2 separate regions of the Mus musculus genome follow, and region 2 is linked to region 1. A link is a contact called in public promoter capture Hi-C data. All regions are on one chromosome and are shown on one strand. The core of a region is the stretch at or near the end of the contact, and the rest is flanking DNA. Distances in the headings are between cores, read along the strand shown. Region 1 overlaps Napepld (N-acyl phosphatidylethanolamine phospholipase D). Region 2 holds the start of Rsbn1l (round spermatid basic protein 1-like).

Region 1 (4,029 bases), core at 393-2,892:
CAGCCTCAGTGATGGGCAGTCACGAGGGAGGGCTCTTTGCTGAGATGGAGAGACAGGGAGAAGATCTAAACCTCAGATGTCAAGACCCATTTCACTATTAAGCCTTCAAACATCGTGCTGAATTGTCTCGAAGAATACAGTATAAATAAAGCTTAGTAAAAGCCTGAATTGTAAAATTATCTTTTGTTTGCCTGATGTAATTGCTGTCTCCGAGGTTTACTACCTCTGTCTTCTAACCTATGCCTGGTCTTGGAAGCTTCCAGCCTCCATGCAATCTTATCTAGGCCTAGAATGTTTTCAGCCTCTGAGACTTGGCTACTGAATAAGTTCACCCTTATGTAGTTCTTTTTCATCTCTACCTGGCTGGTTCAACTCAGCTGTCTTAGCTCAAAATTCCTCTCCAATCTGACTTGATTCAATCTGGCTTCTTGCTCTTTTCTCCTGAATTGCTCTACTTGGTTTCACACTAACCCTAGCAACCTGTTCCAATCTTCTGGCTCCTTCTCATTCGCTGGCTCATTCTGTCTTCACCTGTATCTAACTTGTTCTTCCCATAACCTGTCTCTGTGTGAGTGTCCTCTTTTTTGTTCGTTTGTTTGTTTGTTTGTTTTTTGAGACAGGGTTTCTCTGTGTAGCCCTGGCTGTCCTGGAACTCACTTTGTAGACCAGGCTGGATTCGAACTCAGAAATCCTCCTGCCTCTACCTCCCGAGTGCTGGGATTGATTGTCCTCTTTTAAAACTGCCCCCCCCCTCTCTCTCTCCCCTCCCTCCCTCCCTCCCCCCCCCCCTCTCTCTCCTGCTCTCTTAAGTAGCTTCCCTTTCCTCTCTCTTCTGAGAGCTGGGCATATCCTATTCTGTCAAAACTTTCTCTGATTCATCACTTTTTCTGCCATTCAATTAGACATCACTTTCAAACATGGGTGCTTCCTTCTACAAACTAATGTTACCTTCATTGTTTGGGACTAAAGGTGTGTAGTAAGGATGTGTCTGTATTCCAGCCAGAGGGATGAAAGGTGTGTGCTAAGGTTGAGCCACACCACAACTAGAAACAGGGTTTTTTCAGTAAATAACACAATCTTGGGATTCACAGTGTGATCAAATAGGCTGCAACACCTAATTATTTAGTAGTTGGTTGAACGCTGTCAGCGACCCTCTAAACATAGCTGCAGGCAGGAAATAAACAGAGAGGAAAATACCCACATTATATGTTAAGCCCCAAGAAAAGCTTCCTGGCTTTTATATTTTGTTGATTTTCTCATCACTCCTGGAAAGGATTGAGTGCTGCAGGCAGCAGGCCTGGCCCCATCCTGCAATGAGGAGACGCAGCCCAGCACTCCTGCTGGGCAGTCTGAGGAGTTGCTTCTAGAGACGTTGTTGACTCCTGTGTAGCTGGGATCGTAAGTCACAGAAGAGAATTGCAGGTTAGATCAGAATCAGGGTGACTCAATATTAAGAAGCAGTAAACACCGTGGGCAGATTTCAAGTGTAGGCATTCAGAAAGATAAGCTTGGGGCTGGACAGATGGCTCAGTAGATGGAGTATTAGAAAGTTATAGAAGTTTATAGCATTCTTCTGGCTTAACTGCTGCCTTAACTGCTGCTGGCTGACTGTTCATTAGCTGCCTTATTCCTGTTGTGATGCTGCTCAGGAAAGAGTAGAATTGCTGTGCAGGCAGTCTTTACTGTGGATTTATTAGTTGTGTCTAAAGTCAGTGGGGAATGTAAACTGGGGCTTGGTGAAGGAGCTCTTCCTGTCCCTTAATCTTCCTACTGTCTGGATTCTTTCACCTTTCTAGATCAGCTCCTTCCCCAGTCATATTTACATATAAGCTGTCTCCTCCTCTAGCCAGAACCGCCTCCCTCTTCACCCTCACAGACAGCTCAGCCTTCATCCCACACATTGTCCGGTGCACTCTGCTCATTTCTATAGAAGACCTTTACAATTTGAATCAAATCACAGCACAGCGTGACCTGGGAGCCTCATGTTTGGGGTGAAAACCTGCTTGCCTACAGTGCCCTGAGCAGCCCAAGCTATTGGGTGTATGCTTAGAGGGGGCTTTCTTGGGAGGGCCCCTGAGATTATTGTCTTTAAGACAGACCCCATTTCCAGCACTTTGTTCCCTTTTTATTTCCCTTTGTGTTGGTCTCTGTATTAGAAGGGTAAGACTTTTGTCTGGTTCATGAGCTGGCATGCTCTGTAGATACCTAGAAGACAGTCTTCACAGAAGGGGACAGACAGACTCCCCACTGGCGACTAGTTCAGAAAAGTTGACTTGTTTTTTAACTTCTAAATGTTACCTTTCTAAGTAGGTAGGGAAAAAGAAACTTCGAATCCATTAAGAAAAAAAAAAGCTATTATACAGCATAGAGATTTAGGTCAGAAGGGAAATAACTTTTAAAAAGGGGGATGAAGTTGGAATGGGGCGGGACTGGGAGGAGATGAGGGAGGGGATAAGGAGTGGATGTTATTGAAATAGATTGTACACGTGTATGAAATTCTCTAATAATTAGTAGAAATAATATTTATTAGTGTGCTTATACCTCTGGTGGTGTAGCTATATATTTCTCTTAAATTGTTCTTTTTACTACATCACAACGATTCTCTAGTTTTCTATGTGTTTTTAAAAATGTTTTTATGTGCATGAGTGTTTTGCCTGCATATATGTCTGTGTACCACACCTGTGCCTGGTGCCCAAGAGGGCCAGAAGAGGGCATCTGATTGATGGGACTGGAGTTACAAACAGTTTTCAGCCACCTCGGGATGCTAGTAATGGAGCCTGGTCCTGTAGAAGAGCAACCAGTGCTTTAACCACGGAGCCATTTCTCACAGCCCTTCCAAAAATTGTATTTTAAAAACAAATTAAGTTGTTTACTTTCATACTTTAAATTTCTTTGTAAAAACAATTTCATTCTATGTTCAAGTGGTCTGCACTTTCAAAATAATTTACATTGGGTGTTTGTACGGAGCATGGGCACCACAGGATGGATGTAGAGGTCGAGAGGGTCAATTTTATTCGTATACCATGTGGGTCTGGGGATCTAACTCAGGGCTCCGGGTTTGAAATCTAGTATCTTTGCCTGCCAGGCATTTTGCCAAGACACTTCAAACTTTTTAAGAAAGTATTCAAGTGTGCAAAAAACATTCTGGAGCGTGTTTTGTACCATTTTGTTTAAGCTTTATTTATTATTATATGTAAGTACACTGTAGCTGTCTTCAGACACACCAGAAGAGTGAGTCAGATCTCAATTATGGGTGGTTGTGAGCCACCATGTGGTTGCTGGGATTTGAACTCAGGACCTTCAAAAGAGCAGTCAGTGCTCTTAACCGCTGAGCCATCTTGCCAGCCTCTATTGTGCCATTTTTTATGGTGCTAAGATCACTGAGGAAACGTGGGGAGTCAGGGGACTGGGCTGCAGTATCTGTTTTCAGGGGCCACCTTCATCCTCTGACATGGTTTGTTCATGGGGGCTTTGTGGATACCACCCTTCTCCATCCAAAAATATTTGCTTGTTCACACAAACACAGATTGCAGAGCCCCAGATGCTTAAATGTTAACATCCAGTCCTCTAGTATCATTTCTTGGTATTGATTCCAGTTACACTGAAATGTATCCTGAGATGATCAGCTTTTGTGTAATCTAATGCCACCGATGCAAGGCGGCCCATGTGCACACAGACTTTGGATGGACTCATTTCTATCCAGCAGTCAACAGTTCTAGTGACTTAGTAATTAACGGCTTCCGTTGGGTAAGAAGACGTGTTTGTCTGATTTGCAAATGGTTCATTCAAAGAAAAGGGGATTGTTTTATGTGGGCAACTTTTGGTGTTTTGATTTTATTTTCCGTTTGAGTGCTTGTTTGGAATAGCCATCAAGTGTCTGGATTCTAAGTGTCCCTTTTTTGCCATCACTTCCAGCATTACCTAGAGCCGCCAGTGAAACTGAATGAAGCTCTAGAGAGATACGGACTTTCTTGTGAGGATTTCTTCATACTGAAGCATGGAGAGTCGAGATACTTGAATACCGATGAT
Region 2 (4,090 bases), core at 470-2,969, 720 kb after region 1:
GAGCCTTGCAGCAGTGGCACACACCCTTAATCCCAGCACTTAGGAGGCAGAGACAGGCGGATTTCTGAGTTTGAGGCCAGCCTGGTCTAGAGTGAGTTCCAGGACAGCCAGGGCTATACAGAGAAACCCTGTCTCAAAAACCGAAAAAATTAAAAAAAAATCATTAGACTAACTGACACTGTTATGAATGTCCCAATTAGATAATCTAGAGAGGAAACCCCTTTTCCTTTTGTTTTCTTACTTAGCGTTCAGTTTCATTCCAACACTTTCCATGTTGTACCCTTATTTGCTCAGTCACACCACCACTCCCTCATCCCCTGCCCTGGATGTAGACATACTCATTCCCAGGTGAGGGAGATGAAGTGACTTTCTTTCTTATGCTCATCACCTTTCTTTTTCCCATTTCCCTTCTATTTTTATGTTGTGTGTGTGTTTTTAAAACTAGATTACACACATTAGAGAAAATATGCAAAATTTGTCTCTCTGGGTCTAGCTTCAGGGAATACTCTATATATTAACAATTTACTTCTAAAAACTAAAAACAATGAGGACAGATGCAGTGGTACACACCTTTCTTTAATTCCAGCACTGGGGGAAAGGGAGTTGGGCAAATGCAGGAAGATTTGAGTTCGAGGCCAGGCTGGTTTACAGGACAGCCAGGACAATATTGGAAGACTATGACTCAAAAAACAAACGAACCAACCAACCAACCAAAAAAAGAAAAATGTATTTACAAACAGCGTTAGATTTTGATGTGTTCCCCTCACCGAGTCCTAAAGAAGTGGGTTTGGAGTAAAAGAGGAGTAACAACAGACCATTGCAGTTTCCTGAAAGGCAACTGTTAGCTGCGGAAAGTAACTGCTAATGTCCCTCTTAGGGGATCAGAAAACTCCTTTTTCTTGCTGAGCTAATATGATCATGTGTTATCTTTACATTCTAATCTCACAAAAGATCTAAGACTTTAAGGCATGCTCTTGTCTAAAGCTTGAACTGTGTTGTAACCCATTCCCCCAAATTCCTTATCTTTTGAGATAAAAATCAAGGTACATGCTTGGCGAAGTTTCATAGCGCTGACTCTGAAATACAGAACTCTAACTGCATTTTCAAACATTTACAAACACCGCTAGTGGCTTTTTCCTGGTGTCGTTTAAAGAATAATTAAAGTGAAAACCTTTAGCACTCAAGCTCAATTTAAAGCCTCCAAACGGTGGGTGATTTTTATCTTCACGATCGGAAGTGATCCAAGTTCCAGCTCTGCAGAAAACTCTCTTTTAAAGTACGAACTTTTACGACCTTAGTTAAAATAAGGCAACTTTTCACCATTTCTGCCTTTGCTGATCGGACTCTCGACAAATTTTCTCCGAGACGAGCAACCCAGAACTCGTTTTTCAGAACCTGCAGAAGGGACCCAAGCCACCTCAAGGTAAAAAGAGAGAGCGGTACAAACAAGGCAAAGTCTTTGAGCGAACGGCAGCGCTACCTCGGTCCGGGCAGATTCGGGGCTCCCGAGCGACGGTCGGGAGATCCTCCCTTCTCAGCGAGCTCTCCATCAGCCGCGCCGAAAAGACCTCTGACCTCCAAATGAAGGTCCGCTCGGTGACCCCACCCCGACGGCTTCTGTCCGCGTCTTTGATTGGTTTGTTCCGGGATCTCTCAGTTTAGCGCGCCCAATGGGAGCTCGGCCTGGACCTAGGCACCCCGCCCCGCGCCCCCGCTCCGGGGAGCGGCGGAGAGTAAATACAACAGGAGCGCAAAATGGCGGAACCGCCGAACCCAGCTCGCGGCGCCGTGGCTCTCCTCTCTGAGAAGGAAGCATCTGGCAAAGTACAGCCTTCCTCGCGGGAGCCGCCGGGCTCTATGTCTGCCAAGAAGGTTCGCACCGAGGAGAAGAAGGCGCCGCGGAGAGTGAACGGGGAGGGGGGCAGCGGCGGGAACGGCGGGCAGCTGCAGCCCCAGAGCTTCGGCAGCCCGGCGGCGTGGAGCTTCGCGGCTCGGCCCGCCGCCTCCTCCTCGTCCACCTCTCGGAGCTGTTACTCTTTCTCCGCCAGCCCGAGCGTCTCCTCAGCCTCCGCTTCCTCGTCTCAGCCGCTGCCGCGCAAACTGCTGGTCACTCCCTCGCTGCTGCACGCTCAGCCTCACCGCGTCCTGCTCCCGCCCGTCGCTCCGCCGGCCGCCGCCAAGCCGCGCAGACCCAAGGAGAAGCGCGAGAAGGAGAAGCGGAGGCAGCACGGCCTCGGCGCCGCCGCCCGGGATGAGAACGGCGAGGCGAAGCCGCTGCCGCGAGGTGGGTGCCGCGCGGGGGAGGGGAGCGCCGGCGGCCGGCGGGGCTGCAGCCTTCCGCGGGGCCAGAAGTAAATGGAGCCTGGAGTTTCGGTCGCCGACCGGGGGGATGGCTGAAACTCCTGGTTTTCGGTGTCGGTTTCGCCTTCCAGTTAACGCGCAGCAGGACGCGCGTGAAGGAGTGGGTCTAGAGGACCCCGCTCCCCGGTGTGTTTTTGGCTGGGGAGGCAGAAGAGAACAGGTCTTTTAAAGATTACGAAAGGGATCGGACTGGATCGCAGGAAATTCATGTTTGCGACGCAGCTTCCAACGCCAGAATATCCTGTCCAAAAAAAAAAAAAAAAAAAAGTGGGTGGTCGGGTGTATTGGCGGAAGCTGGAAGCTCCCAGGGACCACGGGGACCAGGATGTTTCATCCCTACTAGGGAGATGAGGTCGTGCGCAGGGCACCAAGTGTGCGGTTTCTGAGGTGCCCACATTCCATATTGTTAAAGTGTTTTGCGTGGTCCTGTTTTAAATACTACCCTTCAGAAGCTTTCAGCCATATTCTTTTTTTTTTTTTTTCTTCTTTCTTTCTCGTTCAGCAAATGATAAAATCGGATGTTTTGACGTCTTTTGGCCAGATCAAGTGGCTTCAGAGTGTTTCTGCCGGGGGTGGGGTGGGGTGGGGGGGGGGAATTCCCAACTGTTTTTCAGTTTTCTTTTGTAATGTAAGCTAGCAGAGTTTTCCGTATTTTCTTTAAAATGAGGGGTCATTCTAGTCATCTGTGGATATGTAGAGATCTGACTAATACAAAGTGGATATGGGTTGGAAAGTAGATCTTTAGGTGATCACGAGGTTATATAAATATACGTTGTCATTGTCACACATTGTTGTGAAGTATTCCGTTCTGTTTTGGAATGCTGGTGAAATGCCAGTAACCTTGCTGATCTAATGGTACCTTAGATCTTGAAAAATTATCTGAATAGAAAAGTTCATCATTCACAATGTAAAAGAATGCTAACATCTAAGCCAAGCTAATGGTTCGGTGTACCCTTGTTCCCAGTGTAACGCTCTCCTAGGGAGTTGGAGCATTGCCTTAGGAATGCTTTGAGGATGAAATTTAGTTTCCTTCTGCTTAGGAGTTCTAGATGGTTAGTATTTTAAATCTCTATGTTGCAGTGGTTAAATATAAGATTTAAGTTATAAAATGCTGCAGAGTCTGTCCATGTGCAGTTTGGTATCATTCTTCCTTGGGTAAGCTGCGCTTTTGCTTTTCCTGAGTTCTCTGCAGAAGTGAGTGTAGGTATTACATTGTTGGAGTTTTTGAGTGGTGATAGTACCGGCCTAAAATGTGAGATATATCGATATATCTATATGACTTAGTGAGATGTCTGTTAATGGTGATTTTTTACAGTCTTAACTAACATTTAAAATCTATTTGGGAAGGTTAAAATGGAAAGATCAATTTTGTTTTGCCCAAATCCAAGGTTATTTCCCCATGACTTAGAAAGTCTGTAAAGCTAATTGACCATGTTCGTGAGGCAGAATAAAGACAAGATGCAGAACTGAAAGGAAAAAAAAAATCCGTTTGGGAACGTTAAGATGGTTCAGGCACTTACTGTGTAGCTTGACCACCTGATTTTAATTCCCAGGGTCCCTAAGATGGGGAGAATCAGCTCTCCATATGTTGTCCTCTGATCTCCATAGGTCAGCTGTGACACTAGTGTGCCCTTCCAATAAATGTAGTAATCCCTCAGACTTAAACAGTGATAGTCTTTACATCAAGATGTGGGGAAGAGAGTTCCCATGACCTATATGGGATGATTAG

The links. Promoter capture Hi-C pulls out the DNA fragments that hold promoters and counts their contacts.
Region 2: a contact with region 1 is called in a promoter capture Hi-C map of embryonic stem cells, with 2.8 times the contacts expected there. The contact joins the promoter of Rsbn1l here to the enhancer-like site in region 1. A contact is called at or near these places in 6 of 39 promoter capture datasets (HPC-7-derived erythroid cells, embryonic stem cells, hippocampal neurons and 2 more), 7 of 115 datasets of contacts at active chromatin or transcription factors (bone marrow-derived macrophages, embryonic stem cells, memory CD8 T cells and 3 more) and 1 of 9 other capture datasets (embryonic stem cells).

What each region holds. Positions count from the first base shown.
Region 1 is chr5:21,665,249-21,669,277 of GRCm38.p6, reverse strand. It overlaps Napepld (N-acyl phosphatidylethanolamine phospholipase D), which reads left to right. Exons shown (of 5, transcript NM_178728.6): 5 at 3,916-4,029. Among named protein-coding and RNA genes, the nearest start is that of Gm51277, 6.7 kb to the left of the region's middle. Within about 2 kb of position 1,642, at least 21 of the 459 cell types and tissues checked have an H3K27ac peak or open chromatin away from gene starts, as enhancers often do. A contact at or near this core is called in embryonic stem cells, where this site is marked.
Region 2 is chr5:20,949,451-20,953,540 of GRCm38.p6, reverse strand. Rsbn1l (round spermatid basic protein 1-like) reads left to right here and starts at 1,719. Exons shown (of 8, transcript NM_001080977.1): 1 at 1,719-2,284. The coding sequence starts at 1,756. A630072M18Rik (RIKEN cDNA A630072M18 gene) reads right to left here and starts at 2,552. Exons shown (of 1, transcript NR_030699.1): 1 at 1-2,552.